4 separate regions of the Mus musculus genome follow, and regions 1, 2 and 4 are each linked to region 3. The links are chromatin contacts, called in public HiCAR-type maps. All regions are on one chromosome and are shown on one strand. The core of a region is the stretch at or near the end of the contact, and the rest is flanking DNA. Distances in the headings are between cores, read along the strand shown.

Evidence for each region. HiCAR-type assays count read pairs that join an accessible place to other places.
Region 1: a HiCAR-type map of astrocytes shows a contact between it and region 3, with 5 times the contacts expected there. The contact joins the promoter of R3hdm1 here to the promoter of Yod1 in region 3. A contact is called at or near these places in 2 of 39 promoter capture datasets (cranial neural crest and liver), 1 of 115 datasets of contacts at active chromatin or transcription factors (astrocytes) and 1 of 9 other capture datasets (adipose tissue).
Region 2: a contact with region 3 is called in a HiCAR-type map of astrocytes, with 6 times the contacts expected there. The contact joins the promoter of Map3k19 here to the promoter of Yod1 in region 3. A contact is called at or near these places in 1 of 39 promoter capture datasets (cranial neural crest) and 2 of 115 datasets of contacts at active chromatin or transcription factors (astrocytes and embryonic forebrain).
Region 4: a HiCAR-type map of astrocytes shows a contact between it and region 3, with 6 times the contacts expected there. The contact joins the promoter of Cxcr4 here to the promoter of Yod1 in region 3. A contact is called at or near these places in 3 of 39 promoter capture datasets (cranial neural crest, embryonic stem cells and liver), 2 of 484 Hi-C or Micro-C datasets (B cells and embryonic stem cells) and 1 of 115 datasets of contacts at active chromatin or transcription factors (astrocytes).

What each region holds. Positions count from the first base shown.
Region 1 is chr1:128,102,027-128,104,726 of GRCm38.p6, reverse strand. R3hdm1 (R3H domain containing 1) reads right to left here and starts at 1,421. Exons shown (of 27, transcript NM_181750.2): 1 at 1,244-1,421. It overlaps Zranb3 (zinc finger, RAN-binding domain containing 3), which reads left to right and starts at 2,256. Exons shown (of 21, transcript NM_027678.3): 1 at 2,256-2,474. It also overlaps the pseudogene Gm29383.
Region 2 is chr1:127,853,610-127,856,351 of GRCm38.p6, reverse strand. Map3k19 (mitogen-activated protein kinase kinase kinase 19) reads left to right here and starts at 1,326. Exons shown (of 14, transcript NM_011737.2): 1 at 1,326-1,615.
Region 3 is chr1:130,716,033-130,718,732 of GRCm38.p6, reverse strand. Yod1 (YOD1 deubiquitinase) reads right to left here and starts at 1,406. Exons shown (of 2, transcript NM_178691.4): 1 at 922-1,406; 2 at 1-17. The coding sequence starts at 1,249. It also overlaps a transcript of Pfkfb2 not described here.
Region 4 is chr1:128,591,048-128,593,943 of GRCm38.p6, reverse strand. It overlaps Cxcr4 (chemokine (C-X-C motif) receptor 4), which reads left to right and starts at 1,645. Exons shown (of 2, transcript NM_009911.3): 1 at 1,645-1,755. The coding sequence starts at 1,735.

The DNA.
Region 1 (2,700 bases), core at 172-2,671, 2.6 Mb after region 3:
TTCTTCAGTTAAATGGGTAGCTACATGAACTCTACTGATTCAAGTATTATAAGGAAGGGGCTTCGAGGTTGATTTCATCTTTTTATGACTCGATGCTCTTGGAATCAATGACATTTAAATTTAAGAGGTTTCTTTAGCTGGGCGATGGGGGGCCACACCTTTGATCCCAGCTCTTGGGAGGCAGAGACAGGTGGATTCTGTGAGCTCAAGGCCAGCCTGGTCTACATTGTGAGTACCAGGACAGCCAGGGCTACACAGAGAGACCCTGTCCAGGGAAAAAATCTAAAATAAAGGGGAGTATGGTATGAGATTCTTTAACGTGACCCAGCCAAACTATAACCTTAGGAGTGGGATATGTGTGTTTGTGTGTATTCATTCATGCTAGAAATTCTATTTTTACCTCTTCAGAAATGCACCTTATTATTTAGTAAGCAGCACTGCTTTGGAAGATACCTCTTCACCTCTAACTAGTTTAGGGGACTTGCTCTCTCAGGACCCAATTCACAGAAGTCACAACAGCCAAACCCAATTTTGTTTCTCCTTAAAAGCAACTTCAGACAACAGTGACAATCTCTGGTACATAACCACAAGAAGAAAAAAAAAAAAACTTCTAATATACAGGGATGGAAAGGGGGGAGGGGGATTTACATCATAACGTCCCCCGTAGGTTCGTCCATCAACGACCAAGGCTCTGACAGTCATTCAACTTTCTTGCTAATTTCCCCACTGTGTTTTTTCTAGCAGTACGGGCAGTACGGGCACGACGTGCTGTTTCCCTTTTGGTGTGTGTGACAATTCCCCGGAGCGGGGGTATCAGCCCCGGGCATCTGGTCCAGGCCCCGGAGAACAGTTCCGCGAACGGTCCCTGCTCCAGCCTGGCCTGACTATGTTGCTTTTCCCCTCCGTCCTCCCCGGATCTCCAGGGCTCGCAAGAGCAGCAGCTGCAGCAGGGACGCTCGGGAACCTGTCCCCAGCTCCCCCGCTAGGCCTCAAGGGGTTGGCGCTGCACATGGCCCCCAGCGAAGCGGCGGGCACCGCGCGGTGGAGGCGACTAGAGGGCTCGCCTCAGAACCCGACGGCCCCTGGCGGGCCGGAGGAGAGGGGAGGGACGCCGTCTCCTCAGCGCTTAGCTCCCCGGCTGCCTCACTCTCCCGCTCCGTTAGCGCTACCGGTTGGCGGGCGGGGGAGGGGAGCGAGCGCGTTATTCCCGGGGCGCCGCGGGGGAGGGGACAGCATCTCTTACCCGCGTTACTGAGAAGGAGCAGGAGGAGGTGGCGGGAGCGCGGCACAGCGGGGCGACGGCGGGGCCGGCTGGTTGCAAGGTAGAGTCTCACGGAAGGGAATTAACCCCATCACCAGCCCGGACACCGGCTCCAGCGGCAGCCGCGGCGGCAGAATCCCGCCCCTTCCCACCACGCACTGGCCCCGCCTCTCCGTCGCGTTGACGGAAAGCAGCCTACCTCATACGCTAGGTCAACATTAAGTGACATACAAATTATCCAATCAGCGTTTGAAAACCACTTTCGCTCCACCCCCATTATCACTGCGGGACAGCGGGAGAACGGGACTAAGTCTATCTCCACCCACAAAAGAAAAAGAACCAATCCCGGGCAAGTTGTCGTCCCTGAACGACGTAAGAGTCAACCAATGATAAAGCTAGGAGGACAGCCATTTTGCCCACTTGTGAAAGAGCCACCTTTCCCACGAGTAGAATCCTGAGGTGGGCGAGTTCCGGGCGATTTTAATCACTGGAGATGTGGTAGACAACTCTCTTTCTTCAGGGAATGATTATAGAGCTTTTTAAGGATGAAAGGACAATTTTGTCGTTCATGTGGGAAGATGAGAGGAAGGCTTTAAGGATGTGGCTCCGCCCCTTAGCGGTAACGGGTTCCAGGCTGAACACCTGGTTCCTCCAGTCTTAGTGGTGGAGGCAGGGCTTCTGAGCACTTTGGCTCCTGCGACTACAGTTCCCAAGATGCTTTGAGACCCTGTTTTCCTCATTTTGCTTCCGGTAGTGTTTCATGGGAATTGTAGTTCTTGAGAGGTTACGGTGTAACCTCCTTGTCTAGATGAGTAAGAGGAAATTTTTGAATAATTTGGAGTTGAGAATGAAGTCGCAAGGTTCTAGTCAGGTCTTTTCGCATCGCTAAAGGAAGGAGAATATAACAGGGTTGGGAATTTTCTCAACACATTACAATGTTTTAGAGTGCTGGTATTTGAACTCTTCCAAGTCTAGGTCATCCGTTTAACGTCACTTCCGCTTAGTTGAAGACGCTTGCAAAAAGTTTGGCGGGAGTTGAAGATTATGAAGCTAGTGCTGCATTTTGGCGGACTGTATAGGGCAAGAGATGGGAAATTGACTGCACTTTAATTGCGCTATAAGAAAATAGTGGGTAACAGTCGGGCGTGGTGGCTGATGCCTGTAACAGCTGGAAGCTGAAAGGTCGCCGCGAGTTCATAGCCTGGGCTACAGAGTGAGTTTTAAAACAGCTGGGACTACAGAATTCACCTTGTCTAAAATAACCCCCCCCCCCGCACTGCCCCCTCCCCCTAAAAAAACCCATCCAGAAATATGAAATGGCATGGGTGTAATTCTCGAGCCTGTAATGTAATTTTCTACTTTGCTACTTAGTCTTGCAGAGCCAGTGTTTATCAGATCTGTTCACTCTTGAGTTTGTAGAGGATGCTTTAATTTGCCTT
Region 2 (2,742 bases), core at 77-2,576, 2.9 Mb after region 3:
CTCATTTTATTGAAAATATATACTATCACATTTTTAAAGATACTCCGCACACCATCAGTAGATAACGGGAAAGACCAGCAGCTCCAGATGCCAGCTAGCCTGGTGCAGGCATGGGCCTTATGAGCATGTTTCTGGTTTTATGTATGTTTTTAGGGTCTCTCGCAATGCTGGGTTAGTTGTAGGCTGTGAGTCTGACAACAATGCATTCAATTTGCTGAAGCCTTTGTGTTAGAATACTACAAGCCTCTCTAGGCATGAAATGTGCACCCAGGAGCTGAGGCAGGTGGATCTCTGTGAGTTTGAGGGCAGCCTGGTCTACATAATGAGTTCCAGGACAGCCAGAACTACAAAGTGCTATCCTGTCTCAAATAATGACGAAAAGAAGAAGAGAAAGAGGAAGAGGAAGAGGGGGAGGAGGGAGGGAAGGAGGAGGGAGGGAAGGTGGAGGAGAGGAGGGGAGGAGAGAGGGGAAGAAGAAATGTGTTCTAATGAAAGGATTTCTCAAATGTGGGTCAATGAGTACCACTAGTCCAGGAGCAATCTATTGGATTGGATTCTTATTACCAACGTCATCAGGTTAAGATGCCTAAGTCTTGGCAGTCCCTAACAAGTCAGGCTGGGCCACTTGTCTTCAATAGGCCATTTAAACAGACATGAAACAAGGAAAAGCAGAGAAAGGAGATTTATTCAATGTAACCACATTGGGAAAAGTAACAGAGATCTAATGACCCCCACCCTAATCCACCATTGAGGTCCTGATGCGAAGTTTAGGTTTTAATAAAGGGCAAGAGGTATATATAACTAAACAGTCCCGGCCAAGATGTGAACCTGCCCAGTACTGAGCCATTGATGTCTGGGCCCCCATCTCTTCTGCAAAGTGGTCAGACAAGTTGTCTGAAATCCCTTCCTGAGAGACAAGTTCCTCCTCTGGCTGGCCCTAGGCTCCAGCCTTTCCCTTGTCCAGCAGGGGACTTCCAATTTCTTGGGGTCCAGTGCTTCAATAGTCTGAGAGTCAAAGGAAGGGGTCCCAGTGTCTCTTTAAAATGTCTTCACTCCTGCCTGTATGGTTTATACTATCCCTCTGACCTAACTTGGACTCCATTCAGCACATAGCAGGGACTACAGAGGCACGGCTCTTCTGAAGATCATCTCATTAAGTTAGTGATAAAGGCAATGGGCCATCCATGGATGTGCGTAGGGGCCCAGTGTTTTTAACCACCCCAACAGCAGCTTAGAAGCATGCACGATGCTTGTTTTCCTTCTTCCTTAAGACTGTCCTGCTTGTAATTCTCCAAGCTAAACACACTGCGTCTGGTTGCCCGGGTGACAGCCTGCGTCAACTAAGCAAGTCTCCTTGCACTGAGCCAAAGGGTTTGTGCACCCTGAACCAGTTTTCAATACTTATTTTTAAAATAAAGTGTTTGAACTGTGCAACACTGGAACGAAACCAAACAAAAGGTTCTGAATCTATGCTGCTTTTACATGGAAACGGAGTTGAAGAGAGCGGTGATAGCTGGTCCGGAAATCAGAGCCATGAAGTAGGATGATTTGGGCTGCTCCTCGGCCGGGTGCTCCTTCAACTGGGTCCCAGCTCCCTCAGCAAAACTGACTCTAGGTAAGCTCTTTTCACCCTGTTTTAGATAATACCGCATGTTGCAACTTTTTGTTTTCCTTGGGAAGAATGTCCCCGGGGATGAGGGTGGGGTAAACTGAAAGAAAGAAGAAACTGTGTCCTAAGCTTAAGTAATTCTGTCCATAGAGTTGTAATAAGCTAGTTTTGATTTTTCAAACAATCCCTTCCAAAACTTAACAGCAATGCCTCCAGACCATAGGGAAAACTAGTACTGACAAGAAAGGTATATTAATAAGAAATAATCTCTTCCACTGAGCTCTGTGCAGAGAAGATAATCTTGTACTTTAATCACCTAAGGATTTGTAAATTCTGTGTGACTGCTCAATATTGTATACCTGTATTTTGGGGCACGTTTCATTAACTTGCTATCAAGTTTCAGTTGCTTGAAGTCTTTTCTGTATAATATTCCAAACCAAATGTAGACTGTAACAGTTTTATTGATAAGATGCCCAGGCTCTCATAAGCAACCTAACAGAAATCACTGGGCCACAAAACAACGTCAACAAAGGCATGAAATCAAAAGGGGATCAGGGGCTGGAGAGATGGCTCAGTGGTTAAGAGCACTGACTACTCTTCCGAAGGTCCTAAGTTCAATTCCTAGCAACCACATGATGGCTCAAAACCATCTGTACAGCCACAGTGTACTCATATACATAAAATAAATAAATACATCTTAAAAAACAAAACAAAACAGAAAGAGACTAGTAGGAACCAGCAGGGACCAGCTGGGAAGAGGAAGGGATCAGCGGGCATGGGAGGGAGGCAAGAAGTGACAATGACATCATGAAGCCCTGTGTTGTGTCTGATTAGTTACACAAGTTTTGACTTTACAAGTAGATAATATAATTAAGAGCAAAGATGACTGCTACACAAGATAAACCTGCTTTAGCCATTTAGAACAAAACACTATTGTTTAAAAATGACTGCTCAAACAAACAAACAAACAAACAAACCTTCTCAATGGAAAGTTGAGAGAAGTTTTCTCCATGCAAAACTTAAATCTGAAATGTTCAGGCTGGAAGCCAGAGGAGGAAATGGCACTCAGCCCTAAGAGGCAGTGCAAATCAGTCCATGTTACTCAGGTGACTGATGTGTGGACTCTACAGGGT
Region 3 (2,700 bases), core at 157-2,656:
AACAATCAGCATGTCACCTGTCAAAAATAAAACAAATCCAGAACTGCAGAGAAATTATAGATTGGGTGTTTATTAGCCAACTCAGAAAATTAGAAAGCAAAGGAGTTAAAAGTATAAAGCGGGTTACCAAGGAGAACACAACTTTGTAAACAAGAGGCCAGTAACTCTCTAAGTTTGTTTGTGTTTAGTTCAGTGTCTTCAGAAAGAGGCAAACAGAACAAAATGCTCCGCGCTGCATTTCAACTTAAAAACCAAATCTTTCAGATGTTCTCCACAGACTAGGTAGGTCACTGGGGTGTTCTTTGCACTTCGCATGCCTATACCATCTGACAGCTCGATTCGAGGGGCCTTGCCACAAAATGGAAAAAGCTTTGAATGGTCAACACTGACGTTCAAGTTCTAAACCTGGGAACAAGTAACTGCTGTTGGTTAATTCTACAGCAATAAACACAACGTCCAAGTGTGTGTGTGTGTGTGTGTGTGTGTGTATGTATGTATGTATGTATGTATATATATATATATATATATATATATATATATATATATATATATATATATATATATGAGACACAAGATAAAAAGAAATTAACACACAGGGAAAACGAAAAATTGGTATCTCAACCGCTGACCTGCTGATCGGGATAGGGAAAAAGAACCATCCCGTCAGGGAACAAGGGTCCTGCTGTCCTTTGGGAAAGCAGAGGAAACAAATGACCTGGAAGCAGGCTTGGGGAACAGGGGACTTCAAGACTCCAGCCTTGTCTCTAAATCACAAGTAAAGGACTTGACACCTGCCCCGGCCTTCCCGGAGTTCTGGTCCTCGAAGCCCCTAGCTGTCACATCGGCACTCTGCCTTACTAGCTTCACTCTTCTCCCCTCCACGTCCTCCAAGACTTCCCCGGCCCCGGCCGGTGCCCGTACCTGACTGGATGGGCAGGTCCCCAAGAGTGATGTCCCGGTCGCTGAGATCCAGGCACTCGGGCGGGTAGCCAACGAGGATTCGCTGACTGCCGGGAGCGATGCCGGTGATAGCGGCGATTTGGCCCTGCAGCTCCCGTAAGCGGGTCCGGCTGGAAAGACCCTGCAAAAGGTGGGTGCCACCCTTGGCCTTGCAGCGGACCCGCCACATAGTGTCGGCCGGCCGGCCTCCTGCGGGGCCAGCCTTGGTCCCAGCCTCAGACTGGGGGACAGCGCCGGAGTAACCAGCGGGGGGGACCCCAAAATGGCCGCCTTTGGCGCCTCCAAACATCGCGAGAGGTGGCCGCTGGGGCGCTTCTCGCGACACCTCGGTGGGGGGTGGGGGGGACTCGGCCTCGGTCCTTCCAAAAACGGCGCGGGCTCTTAAAGTGGCAAGGGCGGCCGCGGGTGAGGGTTGGGGGTCGGCCGGCTCTCCCGAGCGCTCCGGTGAGGCGAGCTTCGCGTCGGCAGCATTTATGCTCCAGGGAGGAGGGCGGGGAAGGAGTTCCCGAGTCTAGCAGAGCAGAATGTCACCTTGCAGGGAGGTCGCCAATGATGAAAGCAGCCTCCCAAACACCAGGCAGAGCCGACTCATCGTCGGGAAGGTAAACAAATGCCAAGAGAGGTCAGAAGGACCCACCAAACAGTCACGCCGCTGGCGGGGTTCGTGGCTGCGCCGAACTGATTCATTGAGGCCAAGTGGACGGGACGAGCGGGGAGTCCCGTGAGACGAACTTGAAAGCGTCCATCTGCCACCTCAGAAAGACTGTATGAGGTCAGCAGCCGTGCCTGGGGCGATCGCCTCACTCCCGCGGTTGGTGGCAGGGCTCAAGAGGACTCACTCTTGGTCATCAGGATTCCAGTCCGATTCCTCGTATCCCAGTAGGAAGACACTTCATCATGGCAACGCAGTCCTCGCGGTGGCCGAGAGACAGAAGACAGACGGGCAGAGAGGAGACCTGACCAGATAGCTAGCCAGTTTCCAACTCTGTAGCCCGGGAGCCCGAGACTGCCTTGACCATAGTTCTAAAGGTGTGCAGTAAACGCCGAATAATGACAGTTCGTAGCACGCTGGAACTCGCCGCGGGGGTGTGAAACGCATATTTGGATTGTGTGGAAGATGACTTGACTCTCGGGTCAAGAAGGAAGGAGTGAAAACAGTTCTAGGGTCCCTCCCCCACCGTTTAGCCAAAGCAGCAAACAAGTCCCCCTCCCCACTCTGGACTGTCAAGCATTGTCAGGTACCAATGGTGTGCAGGGGGAGTGACTTTGAAAAGTAGTTCTGGGAGATATAAACCCCACTGCAACAGCCTCTACTGTGAATCAGTTACAGCGAATCTGTCCCTCTGTACCCTCACACCAGGAGCGGGTGCACTTCTCCTCCTCCTTGGCTCTTCCAGATGACCACAGATAATGTAGCCTGGGTCCAGGGATGGAGGGGGAAATCAAGGAACATGCTTTGGAGTCACCTGTCTGGTGAATGGGAGGCTCCCGGATCCATAGGCTCCAAGGATGCTGACCAGAAGTTGTAGTTAGTTAGCTCTTGCCTTCTGGTAGCCAGCAAGGCATCTTTACAAGCCGACCTCAACCTCCCAGAACCTAGTCTAGCTGGAGATTCAGGAACGAAGGCGTTAAGCCTCACTTTTCACCAGTCACTCCCACGCAAGATGTCAGCCAAACAGGTCTCGCGAGAATAAGGGAAGGGGGGGGGGGAAGGGAAGGCTTTTAATTCACCCCGCCTCC
Region 4 (2,896 bases), core at 396-2,895, 2.1 Mb after region 3:
TCTGGATCACATAAGTGCAGGGCAGAAGAGGACTTTGACAGCACATTTTGAAGGAGAGTGCCCAGGCCATACAGGAAGATGGAGAGAGACGAGTTCCCAGGCTGTAAAACAGCTCCCCAGCACTTCCAACCGAAAGCCTTCCTTAGCTAAAGAAGGAGGTGCAAATGATAGTACAGTTAGTAGACTGCTTGCCTAGCCTACACAAAGCTCTGATTTAAGCCCTATCAGCACGAAAATTGGGCGTGGTGGCACACAACTGTAATCCCAGTACTAGGCAGGTGACAAACGGGATCATCAGAAATTCATGGTCATCCTTAACTACATACGGAGCCTGAGTCCAGCCTGTACTACATAAAACTGCCTCAAACAAAACAAACAAACAAACAAACAAACAAACAAAAAAGGAACGGGAGAAGTGGGGCGGGGATGGAGTTGAGGGCGCAGTCTGGGCCTGCCTATCCTTTGGTCCATTCCAGGAGGGGGTGGGGGCGGTATCTGGGTTGCATAGCAACCCAGGCTCCTGCTGCCGGATGTCTCACCACCCCCAGTGCCCCCGGCATTGGATCCCGCGGTCTCTGGCTGGAGGTCTGGTTGGTTCTGACCCCACCCTTTTCTCCCTCCCCGCCTAGCCCAGGCTCGGCGCCGGTCGGATCCCGCGCGAGCCTGGGAAGCAGTCTGGGCGCCCACTGCAACCTTAGCCTGTCTGAGATTCCCTAGCCATCCACGCCCCCAACCTGACCTAACTAGCTCTTCACTAAGACTTCCCATCTTAGTGTTCTGCGTGGGAGACGCGAGATAGGCATGAAGCGAAAGCTCTGGGCTCAGGCCAGGCTTTGCAGTCCCAGGCTGCTCCATTTGGTCTCTTGGAGCTCGTGGAGCGCCCACTGACTGCGCATGAATCGCGGCTAGCTTCCCAGCTGGGACTCTGTAATTATCTGTTAACTAGATGCATCCCCCTATGTGCTTATGAAATGAAAATGAACCAGTGTTTCTGTGCGGATTTCTTAGGATGTGATTACACAAAGTCCTCGCCGCTCAATTCTTTATAATAAAGCACATTTCAATCATTTTACATACACACACACCCAAATCTCTTCACGAAATTGTTGCCACTATTGTGACTTTCTTCCTGGGAGTATATCTGCTTCTGGATGGGTCCGCAAGTGCTTTCTGCCACACCTGACCCTAATGTCATTATATGAATATGTAGTAACACACACTTGCTTGGAAGAGTTTTGGTAGTAATCACTCCTGACAGCTCAGAGTATAGAACCCTGGCGGAGGTTCCAACATTGCCGCCTACTGGTTAGGCAGGCTCCAAGTCACACACCCCCATCCCCAGTCTTGTCTCAAGTTCTCCACCCGTAAACTCCAGGTCTAAAATTCTATCCACGTGGGTAAGGATGGATGCGCGACCCGCAGAAACACCCTGGCTGGCATCCTGCTTTCCCCAACTCTGAGAACATTATCCGGCCAGGCTCTGGACCCATACTGACTTAAAACACAACAGCAGTGGCTCTTGGACTTCTGTTTGCCCGCGCCCTGCGCCCCGCCCCCGCCAGTCTCCTCCCGCCCCGTCCGAGCTGCGCATGCGCCGCCCCGGGAGCGTGTTTTTATAAAAGTCCGGTTCGGGCCAGAAACTTCAATTTTGTTGCCTGGTGCAGCAGGTAGCAGTGAAACCTCTGAGGCGTTTGGTGCTCCGGTAACCACCACGGCTGTAGAGCGAGTGTTGCCATGGAACCGATCAGTGTGAGTGTAAGTCCACTTGCATCCTACTTTATAGTAAACGTGCAAACGTGTGAACTTAGAGCTCAGCCCCTTTAAGGAGCGGGTTGAAGCAACTAAAACCTTGAGGGGTGTCAGGGTCACAAGGAGGAGCGGGAACTAATTTTTTTTTATGTGTGTGAACATGGCTATAGGGGGAGGAAGATAGGAATATTTTTGCCAGTAAGTTGAGTGGGACGGGTTCAGATGGAGCTTTCCTAAGGTTGCTCTTGTTTCCCTCCCCCTTGAGTCCCGCGGCGCGCGCCGACTTGCACGCTGTTTGCAAACGTCCCAGTTTTTTGAAAAAGGGAGAAGGGCTTGCCCTCTGTCCCAAGACTCAGACCATCGTCTGGTCCTCCTGAAAACAGGAGTTTTCTTAGAGTTTCTTACATTGTGTGAATTTAGAGACTTTAGTCGGCACGCGTAGGCACTACATTCTGGGTGAGCTTCGAACCGGAGCGTCTTGGAGCGGTTCTTGGAGTTAGGAGTGCGGTTCTGAAATTCCATAGTGCAGACAGAGGAGCGCCCGTCTTCGGCGGGAAAAGTGAGCTAGTCTGCCGCGTCGCTTGCCTAGAGGGGGGGCACAAACTGCGGCAGCCGCGGAGAGAACGTCGCTTTGGGATGGAGCAGCAGCGCTTTGCGGGCATCCGACCCGCCACTTCCCCGCAGTGGCAAACGAACCTCCCGAGGTCGGGCTTGCCTTTAGGATCGTTCCTGAGAAAGGGTCATAAGTCTGTACCATGATGCTGCTGGCCATGACGGCGGTTGGGGACAGGAGGGCATGTTGGGACCGCACCTGGGTTGTGCCGGGTCGCCGGAGGGATGAACAGGTGCAAGCTCGGAGACTGTTTGACTGAGCCCCAGTGTTTAACCGTCGGTGGTTTCCTGAGCCTTTTGAAACCCCCTCGCTTAGGGAGGGTTTTGTTCTTTGGTGATTTTTTTTTTTTTTTCCGTTTCCTCCGGCGGCGCGCAATTCAAAGGCGCTCGCGCTGGAGCAGCCCAATCTGTCGCTCGCACCCGGAGGAACGATCCTGGCGCGCAGCCAGGAGGAACCCCTAGAACCGCTGTGTGTTGGTCGTAGACCTGGGTATGATGGGCAACGGTGCCAGCCCCTAGGTGGGTGACTCGGACA